2 separate regions of the Mus musculus genome follow, and region 1 is linked to region 2. A link is a contact called in public promoter capture Hi-C data. All regions are on one chromosome and are shown on one strand. The core of a region is the stretch at or near the end of the contact, and the rest is flanking DNA. Distances in the headings are between cores, read along the strand shown.

Region 1 (5,902 bases), core at 2,998-5,497, 6.9 Mb after region 2:
GTTTTTGAACAAGATATGGCAGGGGCGGGGAGTGACTGGAGAGATGGCTCAGTAGTTAAAAGCACTGACTGCCCTTCTAGAAGACTTGGGTTCTATTCCCAGCATCTACACAGCAGCCTACAACATCTGGAACCCCAGTCCGAGGGGATGTGACACCTTCTTCACTGGCACCAGGCACACAAGTGGTGCATATGCACACATGCAGGCAAACCACTCATATACACAAATATGAAATAAATTGAAAACACATGTTTTTCATCTTTCAGGATGAGACCGAATGCATCTAGTCTTAGAGAAATTCACAGGAGAGTCAGAATGATCAGCATAGGACAGTGAAAAGAATAAAAAACTAACTGGGACACCTCTCACAGTAAAAAGAGACTACTCATCATTACGCCATAGAAGTAACCCAGAGCTGTCCTCTCAAGCAGGAATGCACTCACCCTACACCTGAGTGTATCAGTAATCACGAGCAATCACCACTTCTACAGAACACTTTTCCTTTTCCAGTAAGAATGAATTTTTCAGTGTTCCTATGTAGAGAGCACCATGTGTTGTTTGGATATAAAGACAGACTGGACATGGATCCCACTATATATATATATGAGTGTATACATAAGAGGCTGTATGGTAAAAAACAAAAGAGGAAAAGATGATTAACATCATAAAACACAAAGTCAACTTATGGCAGTCCAGGGTAAGATACAGGGCAGAGAGGGAGTGCTAAACAACAGAAGAGCCAACTACCTGCACTCACACAGCCCCACTGCCTGGTTGCCTAGACAATTTCTGTCCAGATGCCCTCATTCTTCATCTGTAAAATGTGCAGAACTTTATAGGATGCTGGATCAGAGCAGTACCAGCCACATATTGTCTCATTCCCAGTATTAGCATCCTATAAGGGAAGAATCACTCCAGCGGAAAATAGAATGGTTCATTAAAAAAATATACATCTGAGACAGAGTTTGGGGGATAGCGAGTGGAAAACTTGAAGATGTTGGAAAAAATAATTTATATATGAAGTAATAAAGAAATAGATGGCAAAAAAACCATCAAGAACATGAAGTAAATAGTGCATAGCTCTACAGCTGTGCTGTGCAGTAGGTAAACACGGTTAAAGAATACTTGAAATGAGATTATTCAGGCTAAAATATGATGTAAGTAAAATATACTGAAAAAAGGCTGCAGACTAGCATTAGTTTTCATCCTGATTATATCATGAAGTGATAGTTACGCTTAATGTTAGGTTACATCATAAAGAAGAACTTTCTAGAAAACTCTTAGCTTACACACGTGGTGCTCAGATCTCCTTGGAGAGCGCCTCACTAGAAATCACTATAAAGCAAGCACTTAGGAAATAAGTAAGCGGGAGAACAAGTTAGACTGCAGTGTTTTATAGCACAAGTCCAAGCACTTGGGCCTTTTTGTGGGGGAAACTAAAAGACTTAAGGACAAGGTTTGTGTTTAAGGAAAATCAACCTGGTGGTCGTGAGCTAAAGAACAATGGACACAGATCAGGAAGGGCAGGAATAAAGCTGCCGCAATGATTTGATCAAGAACAAGGACTTAAGCCGCAGTTGTATCTGATGGAAGACGAAAGAGGACAAACTGGAGACTGCTGCAGAAAAATGCAGCACAATTCACTACTAGGATAAATATGAAAGTAGAAGGTTTTGATATCAATAACAACATCCAAATTCAGAGCTGGGGACAGAACAATTCATATACCATCAAGAGACATTCAACCCATAGAGGAAGAATATCTAGAAATAGAAGTGTGAGTTTTGTTGTCCACAAGTCTGAAGTTCATAAAGACTGCAAGAAAGCCACTCAGTATTCACTATGTACTATGTACTAGTCAGAGTTCTAGCAGTGAACGCAAAATAAAGTCTTTGTGAAACCTGGAACAGACATGTCAGTGGAGCGTGGTCTGTTAAGTCATCTGGACAACCCCTAAAATAGAAAGCCACGGGAGGGTTTTAAAGAAAGATTTGCATACCCAACATGTTTTAGCACTTGCAAACCAGCTGAAAGAAAGCAGGGAAAAGCAGTTACAAGAGAAATGTAATTGTCACAGGGATAAGGATGGTGGCAGAAAAAATGGCAGCAGCCAAGGAGGTGATGAGATGTGAACAGAGGCTGCATAACCCAGGGGTCAACCCAGAGGATTTTCTTAGTGGCAAGTGAGGTGTGGGGTCATGCAAGCAATCCAGGACCATTTCAAATGAGACATCCCAGCTGGCTATGCTAACCCTTACCTAGCTGCCTGACACAAGTGAAGATGTCAACTAAGAGCATGTGTGTAATACATACATACACACACATGACTATAAAAGGTCAGTACTTGATATGGAAATATAAACGTTAACTGTTGTCTGTACCCCATGAGAGCCAACCTAAACCTAAAACCTGTCTAAGAGCTAGGTCTTCAATACTACAACATGGGGAAATGAAGGAACAACTGGAAAAGGCAAATAATTAGGGGGAAAGAAACAATAAACAATAAAACAAACAAACAAAAATCCCAAACTAAGAAACTTCGAAGCTCTGACATCCAGTAAACAAAGTACTTAATGCAGATTATCAAGAGTGTCAAAAATGCTTCACTTGGGTCAATGTGAGGGCACAGAGGGCAAAGGTGCCTGCCAACAGCCCCGTGACCTGAAAGATCCCCAGGATCTACAAGGTGCAAGGAGAGAGCCAACTTCAGAAAGTTGTTTTCTGACGGACAAACACTGGCATGCACACAAATAAATAAACGTAAGGATATTTTCAATGCCACTTTCGGTACAATTACGAGAAATGTGAACTGACTAGCAAATTTAGCATCACTGGTAACTCCTTAAAAAAAAAAAGTTTGGGCCTCGCTTAAGTGTACTCAAGGAGTAAGAGACAGTGAGCACTGACAACGCTTTCGAGTTATGTGTGTAGACGGGAAGGAAAGAAATGGTGCAATTGCTGAAAGGGGGGATAAATCACAGTGGTTTTGTTTAGGTTTGTTTGGTCTTGGTTGTTGTTTATGTTTCCCCAATGGATACCGAAGGAGGCAACCATGAGGACGACAGGGTCAGCCAGTGTGCGAAAGGCAAGGCAGAAATGTCGGTAGGGAAAGGATGGAAAATGAAAATGCGACTCTGAAGGGAGCTGAGAATACTCCACACCACTGACGCTAAGAGAATGCCGTGAAGAAACGCGTCTTAATTAAGAGGTCACGGCGAAGGCAAAAGGAGGCATTGCAAAAAGGATGCCACGGGGTCAGCGAAGCTCAGCGCTGCCCCGGAGGCCAGAGCTCACGGGGGTCTCGTTAATCTTGCAAGGGCAAGTTCGGTCGATCACAGTCTTGCTTGAGAAGGACGACACAAAAAGTCGCACTTACCTCGTGTGGAGTGTCGCACACCGCCAACCCCACCAGGCCAGTTGTCTGTGCAGAGACAAAACAGGACCGTGATGTTTACCGTAATCCCCTGGTTAGCCGACCCTCCCGACACAACTACGCACCCTGTCGCCCCCTGCCAGGACAGCGGAACACTCCCCCAACCCCTCCTCTTAGCGTCTCTGCCCACCGATGAGGGAGACGCGGCTGCCTACGGTCCCCATTCGCAGCATCACGGTGACCTCCACACGCTCACCTTTTTCAGCAAGCCCGCCATGACAGCGTCCAGCGCCTCCAGCGCACAGCCCTCTGGGAACCTTTCCCAAGCCCGCTCAATCGAGCGTCGATGCTGCCCCTGAGTCACCTAAGAACACTCTTGGCTCCAACCGCTCGGGCTGGGTAGGGGCAGCTCCCGCCCACCTAGGAGAGGTAGATTTGCGCCTGCGCAGCTCACACAAGCGGCTCCACGCAGGGCTTTGGTGTAGTAGAGACCGACTGACGTCTCTGAGTACTAAAGGTTAAGAAAAGCGCTACGCTACGGAAAAACTTGCAACGTAGTCACTGCAGGGACTTTGATTTTGCTCAGCCTTCGACTGCTATTTTACCCGGACTTCCTCAGGTTATGGAAATGAGGGTGGAAGCAGGCCTGAGCACCATGAAGAATGCTTTCCCTCCACGTGTGTGAATGCATACTCATAAGTGGAAATTATAAAGTGGAATTAACCATCTGATGCATCCGTTTTCTCTTGAGGAGACTGATGAATGAAAGGTTATGAAGTCGTAGTCTTTGTTCCAGTGGGTGTTTATGAGGTCATAGTCCCTGTTCTCTGTCCCTCCAGATCCCAAGAACATCTGTCATTGTTGAGTGTGTTCTAGAATGTGGAATCATGGCTTTATAAAAGATGCATGTGTTCTTTGTAACTTTGGATTCAAGCGTCTGCATGGCAGTATTTGCTAAAGACATCGAGAGTAGACAGACTTGACTGATCCAGGCTATGAGGTACTACAAAACGGATTGCTTCCATGCGGTACAAAAATAAGTAGATTTCTGAACCAACCTGTTGTAGAGGGCCACACTGAATGAAAGCTTGCTAGTGGTATTCTAAGCTAGAGACAGTAGAATTCGCTATAAAGGGACACATCCCGTGGCATCTGTGATATCAGAAGGGGATCTAGGAATGCATTAACAAACATTGCAAGAATAGAATGTTCTGGGTTCGCAGGTGGTAGAAGTGCACTGTATGGCCGACCCAGAGGAGTAAATGTCCCAGTTCTAGGAAAGGCGGATTTTAGGAAAGTTTGAAAATGCCAGAGAGGAGTTTGAGGCAGGAGAACTAGAGCCAAGCTCTCGACCTACTACATCTTACAGAATTTGCTCTTCAGGCCCTCTAACCTCCAACCTGAGCTGGAGCCTGTGGTTCTGCTTCTCAGTGGTTAGAGGCTTTATCGTGAGAGGTTCCATCTTAACAAAATTAGGTAGTTAATGAAATCCAGGGTTCTGATTCAACAGAGGAAAACAAAACAACAACAAAAACAAACAAACAAACAAAACTAGGAGAAACAACTGAAAGAGAGTGTCTTGGTGCCCAGGTAATGGTGAGGACATTTGCCCGAAGGGACATAACTTATCATTCCTGGCTTGTACCAGAAGTGATAACAATGCCAAACCAGACAGTTTACACCCCTCTCCAAAACCTAACTAGGCCTGTTTGAGTCATTAAGTTAACCACTTGGAGATTTTCTCTCATACCATTTGTTCAGAAAGAGGTTCAACAAAATTAATGAGTAAAATTGTCCAGTGTGACCATTTTCAAAAGGAATGAGCAGGGCACAGCCTGTCTCTGAGAGGGTGGTATTTATGTGGAAATGTGAGACCGAGTAAAGAACTGTTGTTACACAGAACCAGCTAAAGGATGCTGCATCCTGAAGGAACAGTCAGTGTAAGCATCCATGCTTCACTGAAGAATGATACTCCAGACTCTAATAGTATATAAGCACAAGGTGTTTTATTCTGCAGAAGTCCAGCATGTTGGAATCGCCCATTACCAAGATAGAGAGACAAGCAAGTGTACTCACAGGCCTGATTTAAAGCACATTAGGGCATTCTGGGGTAGATGACCCTTATCTTACTCCATCTCTAGGGACATTCCTTTACTATCTTGGGGGCTGGAAGCTGTTGCTGAGGAAGTAGCTGAGGAGGTCTGGGAACTGCTGCTGACCTCATTGTCCTTGCCTCAGGCCAGGTGGCAGGACAGTTTCTGAGGCCTGGACTTGCTTGGAATTGCCCAGTTCTTGGAAACAAAGATTTAGGCCTAGTCTCCTTAACTGCCACTCTGAAGCCTGACATGAGATCAGCCTAGCCTTCTCATCAGAACAGAGTCCTGTTCCCTGGACAGTTTCAAGGCCAAAATCACTTAACCAGAGCATCTCGTGGATAAATGAAAAACCTTCAACTGTCAGATCGCTCTGACTAAACTGCATTCTCCCACCTTTCACTCTAGCCAAGCCTACTTCTTTGGAAATTTTCCA
Region 2 (5,508 bases), core at 2,089-4,588:
GTTATATATGACAAAATATCAAAAGAAATCTTTACACAGGAGTCTAGGAGAAAAAAATATTTCAAGATTCAATGAGGGTTTCTGTTATGTAGCTATAGCCTCAGAATCCAAACACTGCTTCCCAGGAGTCATAGGAAGAGTCAGGGAGTAATGAAATTTACAAGGCTCAAGAAGTAAACCAAACTCACAGAGCTTGTTCTTGCACTCTACACATTATATAGGCAGCTAGATACAGGTGGAGAAAGACTGTCTACAGATCACACCGGCAGCTCTTAGAGTGCTACTCTCATGAGTCATTACCCATGCCGGTGTGGGTATGGCTCTCCTCTCCCCCCCTCCCCCCCCAGTGCAGCTGCCATACTCCTGTGAGTGACCTTTCAACCACACCCCTGTAAACCTCATTCAACTCACTAGTTAGCTAAGCTACACTTGGAGCAAAGGTTTTTAATCTCCAAGGAAACTGCTACACAACAATGGAACCCAGAATTTCGTGTCTATGAAATTAAGTAACCTCTGTTCACAATAAGTTTTACATTTGTTTCTTGGACGGGAGGTGCATGCCACAATGTGTGTGTGTGTGTGTGTGTGTGTGTGTGTGTGTGTGTGTGTGTGTGTTGGAAGGCGACTTAGAGAAGTTGGTTCACTCAATCTACTGGGTGGGTTCTGTGATCAAATTCAGATCATCAGGCTTCGTGGCAAACACTTTTATCTACTGAGCCATCTCACCAGTTTTCATGATAACTAAAATATACAGAGTTTGAGCATATCTACAGGAAATTGAAGAGGGGAGAAAAAGCAGGTCTGGAGAGATGGCTCAGTGGTTAAGAACACTGGCTGCTCTTCCAGAGGACCCAGGTTCAATTCGCAACACCCACATGGTCACTCAATACTGTCTGTAACCCCAGTTCCAGGGGATCTGGCACCCTCACACAGACATACGTGTAGGCAAAACACCAACACTCATTAAAAACATCTTTTACAAAAGCAATCTTAAAAAGACAAGTCTAGGGAGGTTTTGAAAAGCCATGATTAAACCACTAAAAAGTAGAAGAGAGGTGAGTTTGGAAACTAAATAGGAAAATCATGGAAAATTTCATGGGAGTTTGTGAGAGGAGTTGGGGGAAGGGAATGAATAAAGTAAAAATATATTATCTAATATGCTCAAGGAATAAATAAAAGTTATTTTTTAAAAAAAGAGAAAGGAGATAGAAATTCTCATGTTGATAGAACTGTGCAGGGAAACTTTTGCTTATCTCTTGATTATGATGCACCAGAGGCAAGGATACTGGCATGTTTCTTAGTGCAGTCTTGTAACAAGCACTTCTTATTTATACTTGCTGAAGTTTCTTCCAAATACATGTCACTTAAATTCTGCGAATCCCTTTAGCTGTATCAAGAAGGTAGTGTTTAGAGATTACTATAGGGACTATTCGACATTATACATAATTTACTGCTTTTTAAATTGCTATGGGAACCATATGCAAATATCACCAAACCCACGGCTAGAAACATACTCTGACTCAGATTATTGCAAAACATTACAAGATTTTCAATGAGGCTTCTAAAGGGTAGTGCTGCCAGTAAGTTAGCTATGCAACATTCACCAAGAACCCACTGTGTAAGACATAAAATGCTAAGTAAATAGGAGCAACCTTGGTGGGGAAACCCTGAGTCCCAGATACTGTTGAAGAAGGTGCTGTGAACTGGATTGCTGGCATGCCAGAGAAGGCACCTCCATTAAGTTTTATTCTGTGGAGAAAGGGAGAAAGTTCTGACAGTGGAAAGAATGTGGGATGTTGAACAAAATGCCTAGGATTCAGTCGTATTCGAGCTATGTAGCATTGGATAAATTCCTGAGCTTTGGTTTGGACGAACAGTAATACTTACACTTACAATGGCAGGGAGCAATAAATAAAGCAAGGATTTAGGAACTATAAAAGAGGGAACTGATATTGACTTGTAGCTCCTGAGGGGTTTGGTCAGACACTGTTCTTTGTTAACTTGCATGCTGTCTCCACGGGTTTGTCTTCAACTGGACACTTTCAGTTCCCGCACATGTCAGCTTCCTCTTCCTGCTCTCTGCAAACGAACACTTTAGTAAGTCACTTAATGATAGTGTTCTTGGACCCAGATAGCTATTTGAGCTCTTTAGGGTCCTCTTACCTGTCATTTACACACAGCTGTCAGATTGACACCGCTGAGCATGTTCGGTTCATGTCGTGACACTGTCCAAATGCCCTCAAGAGCTTCTCACTTTCTAATTATTGAAGTCTTAACTACTAACTAAACTCTTAGTCCTTGGTAAAAACAAAGTGTGGTTTTCAGACGAGTAGCACTCCTCCTTCCTGGGAGCTTGTAAGAAATATAGATTCTCTGGTTTGCTCAGGCCTGCTGAACTAGCAACTCAATTTTATCAACATTTCCAGCTGCTTCCTGTGTCAGCTTTGACTTCAACCTTCCACCCCCCCCCCTTTTCTTTAACTTGAAGCTTCAGTAGTAGAGTTGCCAGATTTAGCAAATAAAAGTAGGAGACATCCAGTAAAATTTGAAAATAATAAATAATGGTTTTAGAATGCTTTAAATCCTTCATGGGACATTTACCTTAAAAATTGGTTGTATGAAATTGAAATTTCTACTGGATGACCTGTAAGTAGTTTGGACAGCCAGTTCATGAGGGTACAGATCCAAGGCTAACTTAACTTTTTTTTCTTTTTTTTTTACTTTCCAGGAGTACAATGCCTTCCCTAACTCAATGTCTAATTAATAGAGGTGAGCTTAAGAGCATTTTCTTTGGGATTTTTGTTTGTTTGGGTTTTTAAATCTACATTTCTTATTCCTAAGAACTAGCAAAATAGTCTTCCTATCATAAAAGACCAATAAATGTTTTTCGGATGAATAAATGAATATATCAAAAGTAATCTTTCAATTATGGACTGGATTGTGTGTGCCTATTTCAATTAAAACAGTATTTTTCCTAATACTTAAAAATGTTTTAAATTGGTACAGCTTTTCACATTTTAGCTGGCAGCGTTCAGGACTTGGTGGGAACAAAGTCATGGGCTCAGAATGTACTCATCGCCAACCGGGTCCATATGGTCATCGTTGACTAGAGAAGGCACCAGACAGAGCAGGATGACAGAAGATAACCATAGCAATCCCACTTTGGAGGCGCTGCGCACGCGCACAGCGGCGCTCAGGCCGGCGCTCAGGGGGAGGGAGGCGGAGCTCCGGGGGCGCGTGCGCGGCGGCCTAGGCTGAGGAGGCGGAGCTCCCAGGCGTGTGCGCAGTGGCTCGGCTCCCGGGAGGCGGAGCTCCGGGGCGCGTGCGCGGCGGCCTGGGCGGCGGGGCCCCTCCCTTGGCGGGGGCGCGCGGCGCGGAAGACCGCTCGGAAAGGGGGAAGTCAGGTGGCCGCTGCTGCCACCAGCGCCACGGTCTGTCGCCAGAAGGAAGATGGCGGATCTGGAGGAGCAGTTGTCCGATGAGGAGAAGGTAGGTGCCGCGGCGGTGAGGAGCCGGGCGGGCGGGAGGGCGGGAGAGGTGAGTGCCGAGGCGCGAGGGCCGGAGTCTGACCCCGGGCGGGCTCCGGTGGTGGGCCGCACGCCTGCGCTTCCCGAGCGGGGTGCTGCCCGGGCTCCCCGAGGCCGGGCCCCTCCGCTCCTTGTAGGGTGTGTGCTCCGAAAATAGGAAGCGGAGCCCGGCGGCCGCGGGCGGGAGCGGGGGCGGCGGGACCCGGCCCTGGGGGTCCGGGCTCGGGAGCGGCCGACGGCGGAGCGGCGCCGCCTGGCCTGGGGCTTTCGCCGTGAGGCGGGCGGGCGGGGAAGACGGCATAGCCGACCCTCACTTTTTCCTGCAGTTTCTCCTCCCCAACGCGAAGTGCTTCCTGGTTCCCCAGGGTGTTTCCTTCCCTCCGGAGGTCGCCGTCTCCACATCCCGCCCCTTCCCCCCCACCCCCCGCCATCTATTTCTTTTATTAATATTGTCATTACCTTTTTTTTTTTTTTAATTGCTGCTCCCATGTTCCCCGGAAGGCAGTATTGTTCACAAAGACACCCCTCCCTCCCATAGTTATTTTCTGCCCAACTTGGCTGCTTCCCCCTCTTGGGGCAGATTTGGTGACATCCCATCTTCCTGATAGGACCAACTCTGAAGAGGGCGAGCGGGTGCAACTCCTTTTACTGTGTGTTAAATGCTGTGACAGCATTAGGACCAAATGCACGACTCAAGTTCTCACATTTGTGATACGAAATCTGATCATTGAACTAAGGCTCTTGCCCATTTTCTTTGGCGACTGAGGAGACCGCGTACCAAGGGGCAAGTAGTGTGAGGGGGAACGCCATACGTTTTGAGTATTTTCTGGAAAAGACCGGGACGTTTTTTTCAAACTTAGACTTAACTGACATATGAGTGTGCTGCCCTTTGGAAATGTCTGATCTTAGCTTGTTTTTAAGTTCCAAATGAAGTACACCCATGTGGGAAACAGAACTCAGTTCTAGTAGGGTGTTAGAGAAACACTAAGGATATTTTCAGTTGGGACCCTCTCCTTTTATACTGCACCAGAATTAGTGTTCTCTTTCTCTTTGGTTGTTCAGAACTCAGCCTCTTTTATGGTTTTGGAAGTGTTCTGGCTTTCTCGTTTGTGCCCTTGGATGAAATGGTGATAACTTAACAAAATGGGGACAAGCATACCTTACTTTAATTCACAGAATTAGACCCTAAGTCGCTAAAAGTTGCTGTACAGTGTTTACATTTGTAGCATTGAATAGTTTAAAGCTATTTATTGAAAATATACCAGCGCATTACAAGAAAAATAGCGTTTCAGATTCAAAGTTCTTGAAGCGATTTTTTTCATGTTTTGTGTACTTTCATATAATTATTAGGAGGAGCTCAATTGGCTTGGAAGATAGTGAGAAGAGAATTGTTAGGGTGGGAATTAATGTAGATTTGCCATGTTGTTGGAAAGGCCCGGAAATTTCAAAATAAAATGAGAAGATTCCTTGACACCCAGTGTGCTGAGTTTTACAGAGTAGTGTATGAGTTCACCTGCTGGCATAACGTTGGAAACAAATTAATGAGAATTTTAAGCTTAGATTTAGCATCTTTTTGTGACATAGGTAGGAATATTCTGTAGTAACTTCACATACAGATTTTTATAACAGTATTTTCTAATTTAAGAGATCAGTGGTTAAACTTTCTAGTGAAATTTAAATAACCAGTAAATGGAAAACAATATTTTGTCACTTTTATTTCCCAGTAGACTTGTACTGTTTTAGGAAGGTGTTCCATATAGATCAGAAATGGATTTAATTGTGATATTTTAGGACCAGTTCTTAAATCATGCTTCTCTATTTTATTTCCTTGCTTGTGATTTTTCAGGAGTAAGTTTTAAATACTTTTTACATTTCAGTTTTGCAGGTCTAAAGAAGGGGAGGTACTACAATGTATAATAGTGTAGTTTATATGTATTTATCATGTAAGAAAAATGTTCTATTTTCTTTTTTAACTTAAGTT

The links. Promoter capture Hi-C pulls out the DNA fragments that hold promoters and counts their contacts.
Region 1: a contact with region 2 is called in a promoter capture Hi-C map of pre-B cells. The contact joins the promoter of Asb15 here to the promoter of Capza2 in region 2. A contact is called at or near these places in 1 of 39 promoter capture datasets (pre-B cells) and 1 of 484 Hi-C or Micro-C datasets (CD4 T cells).

What each region holds. Positions count from the first base shown.
Region 1 is chr6:24,523,897-24,529,798 of GRCm38.p6, forward strand. Asb15 (ankyrin repeat and SOCS box-containing 15) reads left to right here and starts at 4,248. Exons shown (of 10, transcript NM_080847.3): 1 at 4,248-4,373. Ndufa5 (NADH:ubiquinone oxidoreductase subunit A5) reads right to left here and starts at 3,794. Exons shown (of 5, transcript NM_026614.3): 1 at 3,630-3,794; 2 at 3,377-3,421. The coding sequence starts at 3,650.
Region 2 is chr6:17,633,672-17,639,179 of GRCm38.p6, forward strand. It overlaps Capza2 (capping protein (actin filament) muscle Z-line, alpha 2), which reads left to right and starts at 3,339. Exons shown (of 10, transcript NM_007604.3): 1 at 3,339-3,489. The coding sequence starts at 3,451.